Regions from separate parts of the Mus musculus genome. Here all the other regions are linked to region 1. The links are chromatin contacts, called in public HiChIP or PLAC-seq maps. All regions are on one chromosome and are shown on one strand. The core of a region is the stretch at or near the end of the contact, and the rest is flanking DNA. Distances in the headings are between cores, read along the strand shown. Region 1 overlaps Gm31006 (a long non-coding RNA gene). Region 2 overlaps 1700012I11Rik (RIKEN cDNA 1700012I11 gene). Region 3 has its middle 58 kb from the start of Gm31342.

What was found. HiChIP or PLAC-seq counts read pairs in DNA pulled down with a chosen protein or histone mark.
Region 2: a BATF HiChIP or PLAC-seq map of CD8 T cells shows a contact between it and region 1, with 6 read pairs. The contact joins two enhancer-like sites.
Region 3: a contact with region 1 is called in a FOXA1 HiChIP or PLAC-seq map of pancreatic cancer cells. The contact joins two enhancer-like sites. A contact is called at or near these places in 2 of 115 datasets of contacts at active chromatin or transcription factors (memory CD8 T cells and pancreatic cancer cells).

What each region holds. Positions count from the first base shown.
Region 1 is chr15:66,506,201-66,509,688 of GRCm38.p6, forward strand. It overlaps Gm31006 (a long non-coding RNA gene), which reads left to right. Exons shown (of 5, transcript XR_384154.3): 5 at 1,313-1,523. Among named protein-coding and RNA genes, the nearest start is that of Lrrc6, 7.0 kb to the left of the region's middle. Within about 2 kb of position 1,966, at least 64 of the 459 cell types and tissues checked have an H3K27ac peak or open chromatin away from gene starts, as enhancers often do. A contact at or near this core is called in CD8 T cells and pancreatic cancer cells, where this site is marked.
Region 2 is chr15:67,288,315-67,291,802 of GRCm38.p6, forward strand. All of the region lies in intron 5 of 1700012I11Rik (RIKEN cDNA 1700012I11 gene), which reads left to right. Among named protein-coding and RNA genes, the nearest start is that of 1700012I11Rik, 63 kb to the left of the region's middle. Within about 2 kb of position 1,692, at least 77 of the 459 cell types and tissues checked have an H3K27ac peak or open chromatin away from gene starts, as enhancers often do. A contact at or near this core is called in CD8 T cells, where this site is marked.
Region 3 is chr15:67,095,537-67,099,024 of GRCm38.p6, forward strand. No RefSeq gene overlaps it. Among named protein-coding and RNA genes, the nearest start is that of Gm31342, 58 kb to the left of the region's middle. Within about 2 kb of position 1,820, at least 13 of the 459 cell types and tissues checked have an H3K27ac peak or open chromatin away from gene starts, as enhancers often do. A contact at or near this core is called in pancreatic cancer cells, where this site is marked.

The sequences.
Region 1 (3,488 bases), core at 716-3,215:
ACCGACTAGGCCATCTTTTGATACATATGCAGCTAGAGTCAAGAGCTCCGGGGTACTGGTTAGTTCATAATGTTGTTCCACCTATAGGGTTGCAGACCCCTTTAGCTCCTTGGGTAGTTTCTCTAGCTCCTCCATTGGGGGCCCTGTGATCCATCCAATAGCTGACTGTGAGCATCCACTTCTGTGTTTGCTAGGCCCCGGCATAGTCTCAGGAGCATGTGTTCTTATTACCAGTTGGAACATCTTCAGGGTTAGGGTTAGGGTATTACCAGAGAATCCTGCAATACCTCTCCTGGGCATATATCCATGTAAAACTCTTATAGGAGCTAACCTGAAATCTATGCTGCAACATACTCTAGATTGAAAGTCACTGGAGGACAAGAAGAGAGGGTTTTGTTTTGTTTAATTATTCTTTCCCAGTGAGTTTCCAGCTCTGGTTCCTAGCTTTCTGTATGAGAATAGAGAGTAGCATGTCCAATAAATATTTGCTGAGCGACTGAATTATTGAAATGCATTATGTAGCTATTCTATCCAGTGTTAGCAAAGTAATTGAAACAATAGATGGTAACCCTATAACATGAATACTAATATTATCCCTATTTTTCAGATAAGGAAATTTGGTCTACTTTGTCCTAATCTGATAGAAAAGACCTAATACACTCAAATTACTTCTTCCTCTCCTCCTGCTCTCCTCCCCTTCCTTCTCCTCCTCTTTTTCTTTTTGAAAGAATATCATTGTAATCCAGACTGGCCTTAAATTCTCTATATAGGTGAGAATGAACTTAAACTTCTGATTTCCCTGTCTCTACCAGCTGAGTGATGGGAATACATGCTGTTCCACCATGCCCTAATGGGTATAGCACTAGAGGACTAAACCCTGTTCTCAAGCGTACTAGGCAAGCACTCTACAAGACGAGTTTCACCTCTAGACCTACATCATCCCATCATTATCCCTTGCACAGGCACCTAGAATGTCATGTTCCCTTCCAGGTCTCCTGTCTCTGATGGTACTCCTACGTAGGCTTCACTCCTCCCAGCTCCATTCTTCCAGTGCCTCTGGGTAAAGATAGGTACTTGGTGTGTCTGGCTCCTCCTAGCCTCAGTGGGTAGATTCTTCATATTCTTCTGAGCAGATAATCATTTATACCATGGAGATAATCATTTGTTCATGTTAATCACGCCTTATAGTTGTAGTACACATTTGTCATGTTTTGTAATCTGATACCTTTCCCCCAAGTCCTGTGATAAGGCAATCTCATGCCATAGTTTATTGCTGTAAAAGCTAAAACAATCTGTTTTTCTTTCAATCCAGGAAAACCAGCCAATGTAGGAGACCCATGTGAGCCTTTCCTGGACAGAGCACTCACAGATGGAGACACTGGGGAAACCTGTCCACTTGGTGTCTTCGGCAGACTGTTTCATCATAGAAAATGGCTGCTGTCATGTCAGACTGTCAACCGCTGCATGGCTGCATATTCAGTGGTTGCAGCATCCACTGAATATATAGTTCTTGACATTGCAAACTCGCTTGCCTCTTTTGTACACTATACAAGAGCAAGTACAAAATTCCCTATAACTTTCTTTAATTATAACACTTTAAGCAAGTTTGGGCTGGGGGATTCCAAAACCACCCTCAAATTCAGAACTTTTCTGGGAGGACTCACAGATTTTTTTTTTTAAACCACAAGCTGTTAGACTCTCAGACACAGTTTCACATAGGAAGAGTGTAGATAGAGATCTACTGAAGGAGTCCTTGGGACAGAGGGCAGGACTTCCTGTTGTTCTCCCTTGTGGTACAGGATATGCCACTCTCCCAGCGGCTGTGTTTAGAGTAATACATTCCATGGTGGAAGGTTGATCTGAGCTTTGGTGTCAGGACATTTTTATCTGTATTCCACCACATGGGGGTGATTCACTGGCCATGTGGTTAATCTTGGCCTTCAGATCAACTGATATCATATGACTCAGAGGTTTTAGCTCTAACCCCAAGTATAAAGTTGGTATATCTGATGTGGAAATTCTTTACCCCAAACTACGTGGGTGCAATCAGCTCCCTCCATAAATCATTTTGTCAGACTAATCACCTGACTCAAGGTCCCCAAATGAAGACAAGAAGAAATTATGTCTAACATTAAGGACAAATGTCAGACGTCTCTTTGATCAAAGCCAAATACTTTAGTGCATCTCTCCCTCGATACAGGAACTCTCCAACAGTTGTCCAGCTCTGTCCAGCTCTCTCAATTCTGTTGCCAGGGTAACTCTCACTGGTGGTAATAAAGAACCCCCTCACTGATTCCAAATTCATGCCTTATGAAACTCAAAGATGTTCTTCCCATTGGAGAGGAATACCAGTATCAGAAGATATGAGAGACAACATGTTTAACTCTTCTCTGGGTGCCAACAAAGTTGCCCAGAATGCAGACATCACTGATCTGAGCAAGGCAGTGCTTCAAATTAACTGGTTTTGTCACTTCTTGGCATTTCCTAGAGACAAGTGGCACCAGGTGCTAAAGGCCTAAAAAAATATACAGAAGGAGAAAATTATAAAAACATTCTTTTTAAAAAAAAATCATTATCTACTAATTTAATGTCCTCTGAGAATTGAGTAAACAACAGCTTTATTCAGACTCAGTGTGTTGGTCAGCTCACACACACACACACACACACACACACACACAAACCACCACCACCAAAAAACCTGATAGCTATGGATTACTATCACTGGACCACTGAACTTAGCTAACTATAGATAGGGACAAAAGTAAATACAGTCTAAATTAAAACACTGTCTCCAAAACTATTAATTCTTTCCTAATTTAATCTACAAGAAAAAAAAAAGTGAAACATAGAAACATAGCCCCTGGGGAAAATGCAAGTAGCTGCCAATTTTGCTAATGATAATAAGTTTATTTTACTTGCTAATATATTCCTAATTACTCTGGATCTAGAATGTTTATTTTGCTGTCAGTCATCGCTGTTGATTTATATTCTTTGTGAAAAGCCTCAGTCGTGGTATCAATCAACCCTTTTCAAGTTTGGTGGCAGCAGCTGAACCTGATCTCACCTTCTCTGTTACACAGCCCTGCTGGGCACCAATTGCGTAAAGAAGAGGGAGGTATGGGCTATGGATACTTCCAGAATTCACAGCCGTCCATTCCAGCTTGGAGAGATAAAAAGCATTTTCAACGCTCGGTTACAGCAAGAGGACTGATATTGTCCACACTGAAAACTGTTTTGATATTTCTGTGTTTCTAAAATACTGAGCCAGCACGTGCATTTTCCAAACTATCATATAATATTTGCACTTATTTAGGCAACAGAAAAGAATTATTCAACACATGATATTGAATAATATCCAATAATATCCAATGATGGTGTGGGCTTGTACTCTAATTTTAAACTTATTCTGTATTTTACCTACTTCCTATGTGCACAGGCTATACATATAAATCCTTCTTATATCATGTGTACATGAATAGTTGTGTATA
Region 2 (3,488 bases), core at 442-2,941, 780 kb after region 1:
AGTTTCCAGGGACTCAGGGAAGGATTGCCACCACATCAAACCTCCTCCCTGAGCAAAGCTTCCCCATTAGTTAGAATCTAGTAAAGCAAGAGAAGGCCTGCATCCTGTCTCTTGCTAGGTAGGGAATACCAAGTGTGTTGTGGTCAGCTGGAGCCCAGGAATGGAATTTAGCAAAAATGACAAGAGCCCTATGCTCTGGGCTTATGTTCTGGGTATTTCCTTGCGTAGTCATATTTTAACACCTTTGAGACTCTCTTAAAAGGCCTATCAGTCATTCATGCTGAATGCAAATGTATATACCTCTGCCAACATCTCCCAAATAATTGCCAGATGAGAGGTGGGACTTTGAAGAGGCTTTGGACACAGTTCTTTCCTCCAGGAAGGAAATGTAACTGATGAAACTACTATGACCTCAATGTTGTTGGGGCAAAGTAGTGTGTAGAAAGATAAGCATTAAGATTGGGGCCAAGCTGAAGATAAAGGAACTTAAGTAGGTGATGTCTCTGGAGGACAGTGGAGGTCAGGGCCCCTGCACTGGGTTTGAGGACAGTTCATGATGCTTCTGGGATCTAAGCAATTCAGGTAGGTAGAGTGTAGAGGGCACTAGGACACAGAAGGGGTACTGAGAGTATAAGGGGAGTAGACATGATATAAAGGGCCTGTGGCTACATAGTAGCACTCTTTCAGGACAGAGGGGAACCTTTAGTGGGTGTTAAGTAACTCACCCTTTTCTCAGATGAGTTTGGATACATAGAGAGTGAACTGCTAGACATCAGGAGAAATGAGATTCCAGGAGTGTGGGACCACCAACCGTGTGGGCACAGTGATGAGAAGCCTACCTCTTCTACTTTGCTTGCCACCAAAAAGCTGGATCCTAGCCCACCTGTACTCCCAAGGCTCTGGGTAGTCTTCTTAGATGGGTGTTCACCCTCTTTTTTCCTGGAGGAAGCTACCACTGTACTTGTCTGTGGAGCTTCTGACCCACACAGTGATTTCTGTGACATGATATCTGGAGCTTGTGACATGATATAGGAGTTCTCTGTGTGTTTGCTCTAAGACTGGAAGCAAAGGGCAGATACAGTCCTTGACCTGCCAAGTATTAGATGTTAAATACCTGTGGTGCCTGTACCTGCAGGATGCCCCACAATGCTGGTATGCCAGGGCATCGCAAGGACTCTGTCTCTGATTTTCCTTGGGTCTAGGCAGAATCTCCAATAGGATCTTGAACTATGGAATAAGTGGATAATATATGAAAAAACAAAAAAGAAAAATAAGGGGGATGTCTCTCTCTGAGTCTGTTAGTCTCCTTGACTCCCATTTCTAATCTTTCTCCATGGCTTTTGTCTGCTCCATTAACTCTTCTCCTGGTATGCCATGTGTGGTTGTTCAGACTCTACATGGTATAAGATCTACCAGCTGCAAAAGGACCACCAGTCAGTCAGTAACTGATATGAGAATATAAACATTTGTAGAGATGTGAGTCTCACCACTGGGCCCCAGCGCATTAAGGGAGAAGGCTTTTGATACAGAGCCAGGGACATACTCTAACCACAGATGTGCTCTGAGCTTCTCTTGAGGCCCCTGTGCTTACTACTTGCTGGTCTTTTATGCAAAAATCTCACTCCTGTCTAACACTGATGAGGCTCGGTGGGTGTAGAGCTTCCTGTCAGTTGCACGGTTTTCTGATGGGCAGGAAACTCAAGCTTGACACAGGAACTGTATGAGAGGCAACAACCCAGACTGCATGAAAGCCCTCAGCTTTTGGCAGACAGAACCTCAAGCGAGGTTGCACACCAGGAAGGAAAGACAGCAACCAAGTCTGAAAATCTCTGTAACAAATAGAACTGAAAGTGACATTTGGGAAGCTCTTCCCCAGTTGGCCCTGCCTCTCACCTTACCTTCATGCTTACATACAGCGACTTGGGGTCCAGATGACACAGCATACATTTGACAGTCACTGACTGCAGAACAGAAGACTATAAGAGCTTCATGATGGAAGGAGAAAAAAGATGGAGAGAGAAAACTTGCCAGCTGAGGTTTTGTTCCTGTGCAAGAAGCTCACTCCATGCATCCTCTAGGACTTGACTACCAGCAGCCACAGGAAGGAGGACTCATTACTGCCTCATCCTCAAAGACCTGTGATTCTATCCTTAAGACCAATTGAAGACAGGACACCTGCCCTGCTCTCCTAATCAGTGAACTGCAAGCTTGCTTTGCAAGTGACTGCTCCTGGCTGGCACTTTGAAGTCTTCTGAGAGCATGCAGCAAAAACATCCTGGAGTTAGCTAGGATTCAGTACTGCTGTGGGCTTGCTTCTTAGATGAAAGGCTGACAAAATCTGTCAGAGATAGGAGAAGGTGTTTGCCAACTATTTTTCCAGTGTCCCTAGGGTGTTCTCATCAAGAAAGTAGTGGGAGATGCTTCAACACTGTCCCTAGGGTGTCATCAGCAGGAAGTCAATAGGAGATGCTTCAACACTATCCCCAGGGTATCTGCATCAAGGAGGAGGTGGGAGATGCTTAAACTCTGTCCCCAGAGTGTGAGAACTGACTTGAGCTGAAGAGTGTGTGTGTGTGTGTGTGTGTGTGTGTGTGTGTGTGTGTGCACACGTGTGCGTGCACGTGTATGTGTTTTCCATAACTAAGACTCGAAGGGCCCCAGAAGAGTGAAGCTAAGTCCAGGGACAGATGTGACTCTAGGATCTACTGATAGAAGATATGAGTCAGACAACCCAGGTGCTCCTCACTCCCTGATGAAGCTCCTCCCCACTGTACAAGTGATTCACTCCTGTGTTTACTTCGGGTAGCCAGAGATCAGTTTGCTCACTTTTTCACTCTGCCCAGGCTTAAACCATCATTGTGTAATGTTGTAAACTTTAAGAAAGGGCAACTGTAGGATATGTTTCTCAGATATCTAATGAAACCTTGTGTCTTAGTTGGAGTGTTATTGCTGTGAAGAGACACCATGGCCAAGGCAGCTCTTATAAAGGAAAACACTTAATTGGGGCTGACTTACAGTTTCAGAGGTTTTGTCCATTATCACGATGGGAAACCCAGAGGAAGACATGGTGCTTGATGAGATGAGAGTTCTACATCTTGACCTGAAGAAAACCAGGAGAGTTTAAACATAGGACATCAAAGCCCATGTTCACAGTGATGCATTTCCTTTAACAAGGCCATACCTACTCCAACAAGGCCACACTTCCTAATAGTACTACTTCCCATGGCCCAGCATATTCAAACCACCATGCCCTGCATGGGTGGTCTTCAGTCTTAGGAATAGGGATAAGTGACTGTTGCTGCTGAAGATGATCAAGTTTGGCTTATAGAAAGATCATATCATTCTATATAGCTTATATTATTAAGAATGATGTGGTGATCTTTCTATATAGCTTAGGCTCGCCTCAAACTCCTGTCTTAGCCTACTGAGTTCTAGGATTACACTATGCCAACACACAGTCCTCTTCTCTTGAAATGGATCCAAACTCT
Region 3 (3,488 bases), core at 570-3,069, 590 kb after region 1:
CTTGCTGTGGCTTTTTCTTGGCTTGTTGTGAAACACAGGGAAGGTTTATGCATGGGGTTAGAATGGTCACCGTGATGCACTGACAAGAGTGGAGACAGAGCTCCATTTCCTGTGTACCCTGCTACGATTCATGGTGGGAGGAGGGTCCTTTTCTCACCTTTAACTTTAAACTTTGCCATCTCTTTTGGTACACTGCTATGTAAAAGACTGCCCCAAAATATAGGGCTCTCACTTCCCCTAGCTCAGAAGCCTATGTATGAGGCAGGTCTGAGTGGGGAGGGCTCTTCTCTGCTCTACTTGATACAAATTGGGGCAGTTCTCTGGGGGGTGCAGAATATCCTAACCCTAACCCTAACCCTAACCCTGGTTATGGAACCAGGAATTTGAAACTTCCACAGTTTGGTGAGCTAATTTAAGTAGTACAATGATTCCTGTCATTTTTGTTAACAGTGAGGGGAAACTTCAGAGGAGGAATATCAAAGAATCTGAGGTTGTTTTTGATGTTCTTCACTGGGTGTTAGAGGACATGATAGGAACCAGATCTTAAATGTGCATGGGGTGTGAAGAAGCCCATCCCTGTAGTACTTCTGCCTTCTGCATATAAATGTTTGGCCAAGAACTACGAAAGAAAGTAGAGACATCCTGGATCCCATGTGTACAAAAGCCTGTGAGCTGAGACCTGGTCAGTGAGAAGATGCTATGTAGGATAGATGCGGCTGCAAATGACTGATGTATACTGGCTTGTGTTTTAGACCAACTGTCTGTATATACAGCATGCAGATGGGTGAGTGCCAAGACAGGTAGCAGAGAAAGCGATTGATGATGGGTTGGCTTTTATATGACTGGAAGATAGAAATATCCTGAACACACGCAGAGGGAATAGGGGCATGGAAAGTATGGTTATGAACCATGTCTCTTTTAGTGGCAGAAGGGCCGGACTGACGTTGGATAGGCAAAGGGAGGAGGTGACATAGTGAGACTTCTCAGGTCTCTACTTTGAGCTCTGGGCACACCTGTTCTGTAATGGAGAATCAGACAAACAGGGACAGTGAAGGAAGGAGGTGTGTGGTTAGGATCTGTGGAGTTGAAGAGAATAAACATGCTAGAACACATCTTAGAAGGTGGAAGCATATGGAGCCCTAAGTGAGGAGAGTTTGTCTCCAAAGGTCAAGAGCAGTGTTGCTAGTTTGTGGGAAGTGGGAGGAAGGAGGAGCCTTGGTCAGTCTAGGTACAGGAATGTGGTGTTGGGAGATGAGGGACCTGCAAGGTGTTCAAGAAGGATGTAAACAAGGACAGAGGCAAGCCATGGGAAGTACAAGAGGGCTTCGGGCCCTTCAGCTGGGAAGGCTCTACCATCTGGTGAAGTCTGGTGGTGTGCCCAGCATCCAGCTTGGTGCATCTGGCCTGTGGACTACACAGTCATCTCCGCATCCCTAACTCGGTATGTTTCTGCAAAATGAACCTCTTTGGAAGCCCCAGCCTTCCCTGCCTGCCTGGTGCTCTGATGATGCACCAGCCCAGGGGCTCCTCTCCAGGGTAACTCTGTGTGGAACAAGACTTAGAGATCAGTTTCCCTGGCCTTGAGGGCAGAGCAGTTCTCACCGTTTGCACGATCTCACACCACACTCCGCCCAGTTTCTCTCTGGGAGTTTGGTGTTGAGGTGGCCGACACAGTTTCAGATATCTTGATGGTGTGTACACCATTTAGCTATTCCAGGGTACCGTGGCAGGAGAGGGGCAGACAGCGTAGGCTCAGAGTCTGAGTGCCTGGTTCCCATTGAGGTCCGCTGCTGCTGAGCTGAGCTGTGTGGCTCTGGGCAGTACGACTCATCTCTTGGAATGCTAGATTTGTGTAAAATGTGTATGTCAGTGAGGCTGCCTGTCCTGAGGCATGTGAGAAGCAGGTGAGGGGAACCCAGAGGCCTGGCTGGAATGTTTATGCTCTAAGTACAGGTTAACATCCATCCTATCTAGTATTATTGGCAACCAACATGATTCTGATACACCTGCCAACCAGGTACCTGGTACTTTGCTAGATGCTGGGCATTCAGAAGAAAAACCACGTTCAGTGTCTCTGCCTTTCTAGGACCTCTGAGAGTGGAATGGCATGGTTGGATGGAACCTTGAGATACAAACATCGTACTCAAGCCTTCCAGTGTGTACTTTAGGAACTAAAGTCAGCACACAGAAGCACCCACCCTGAAGTCCCTGGGAATGAGCATAGCTTGGATTTCTGGCCAATCTGCAATCTTTCCATTGTATTCTCCCTGATGTTCAAGCATCTCCACCAAGCCCTCTCTGCCTTTGCTTGCACACAACTGCAACTGGGGTGAGCAGCCTCATTCTCTATTCTCTGATGCTGGGCATCCTGTCCCCTGGGTTGCCTCTCTATAGCCCGTCCTACTGCTTGCATCTTTTAAGCCTTCTGATCAACCAGGGTTGACCAGAGCAGACCTGGTGAGCTGTCACGAATTGGCTCTAAGTCTAGGACAGGATCTCTGACATCAAGGAGAGATTTTGGCAGAGGTGGCCGGTTGCCCTCGAGGATTCTGGAACTTTTATCCCACCATTCATTTTCCCATTATGATGTTGTTTGGGCAATGAAACTCCTGCTGGTCAATGGACCTATATGGAAGTGGTGGGTATCAGATCTAACTGGAGACATTTGAGAGCTTATGAGGCATTACCAGTTTCCTGTACAGTGACCTTGAAGGCTATGTGCTGAAGGAGGTGAAGTTGGTAATAATGTCTTTCATGACTGGCTGGGTCACTACATGAAGGAAAGCACAAAATCCCTGAAACTGCTCCTAAAAGAAACTAGCCTTGTTCTCCATTAGTGGGACTTGAAGCTTATTTGTTTTTGCAGCATTAGCCTACTCTGGCCTGACAGATATACAATCAGCTCTGGTCTTTGTTCTTGGCTGAGGAGTTATGAACAGGGTGACCACAGGCATATAGCATTATAGTCATAGGTATGGTGCAGATACCACTGCCACCTCAGTCTCTTGGGAGAATTTCAGGAGGAACATAATACATGTTAGACACATAGAAAATCTCAGAAAATGGCTGGCACAATTTTTCATGTCTACCATGTCATTTAATACCCTCTTACAGATTAATAAACCATGATTCAGATCAAGCTCTCTCATAGGCATACAGTTCAGAAATAATAGATAACCAAGAACAAGTTTCAGGTCCTAGGTTTCCAGTGGACCTGGGTTTCATGTGAACCGTGGGAAGAGAACATTTATTATCCTGTCCACACTGGCTGGGGACTTTGGCTGTCCCCTTTTGGGCCTGTTTTCTTGACTGGTTTACTCAGGTGAGTGACAGAGACAGCGATCTTATTGGAAAGGTGTTGGGCTTGCTCGTGTCTATAGCAAAGTCCTCTAAAGGTCTGACTTTGTTCACAGGTGTGTGCCTTTTCAAAAGCTTCTGCTTTTCAGCTAAACAGACATGAGATCTTGACTAAGATGGCTCTGTTGCAC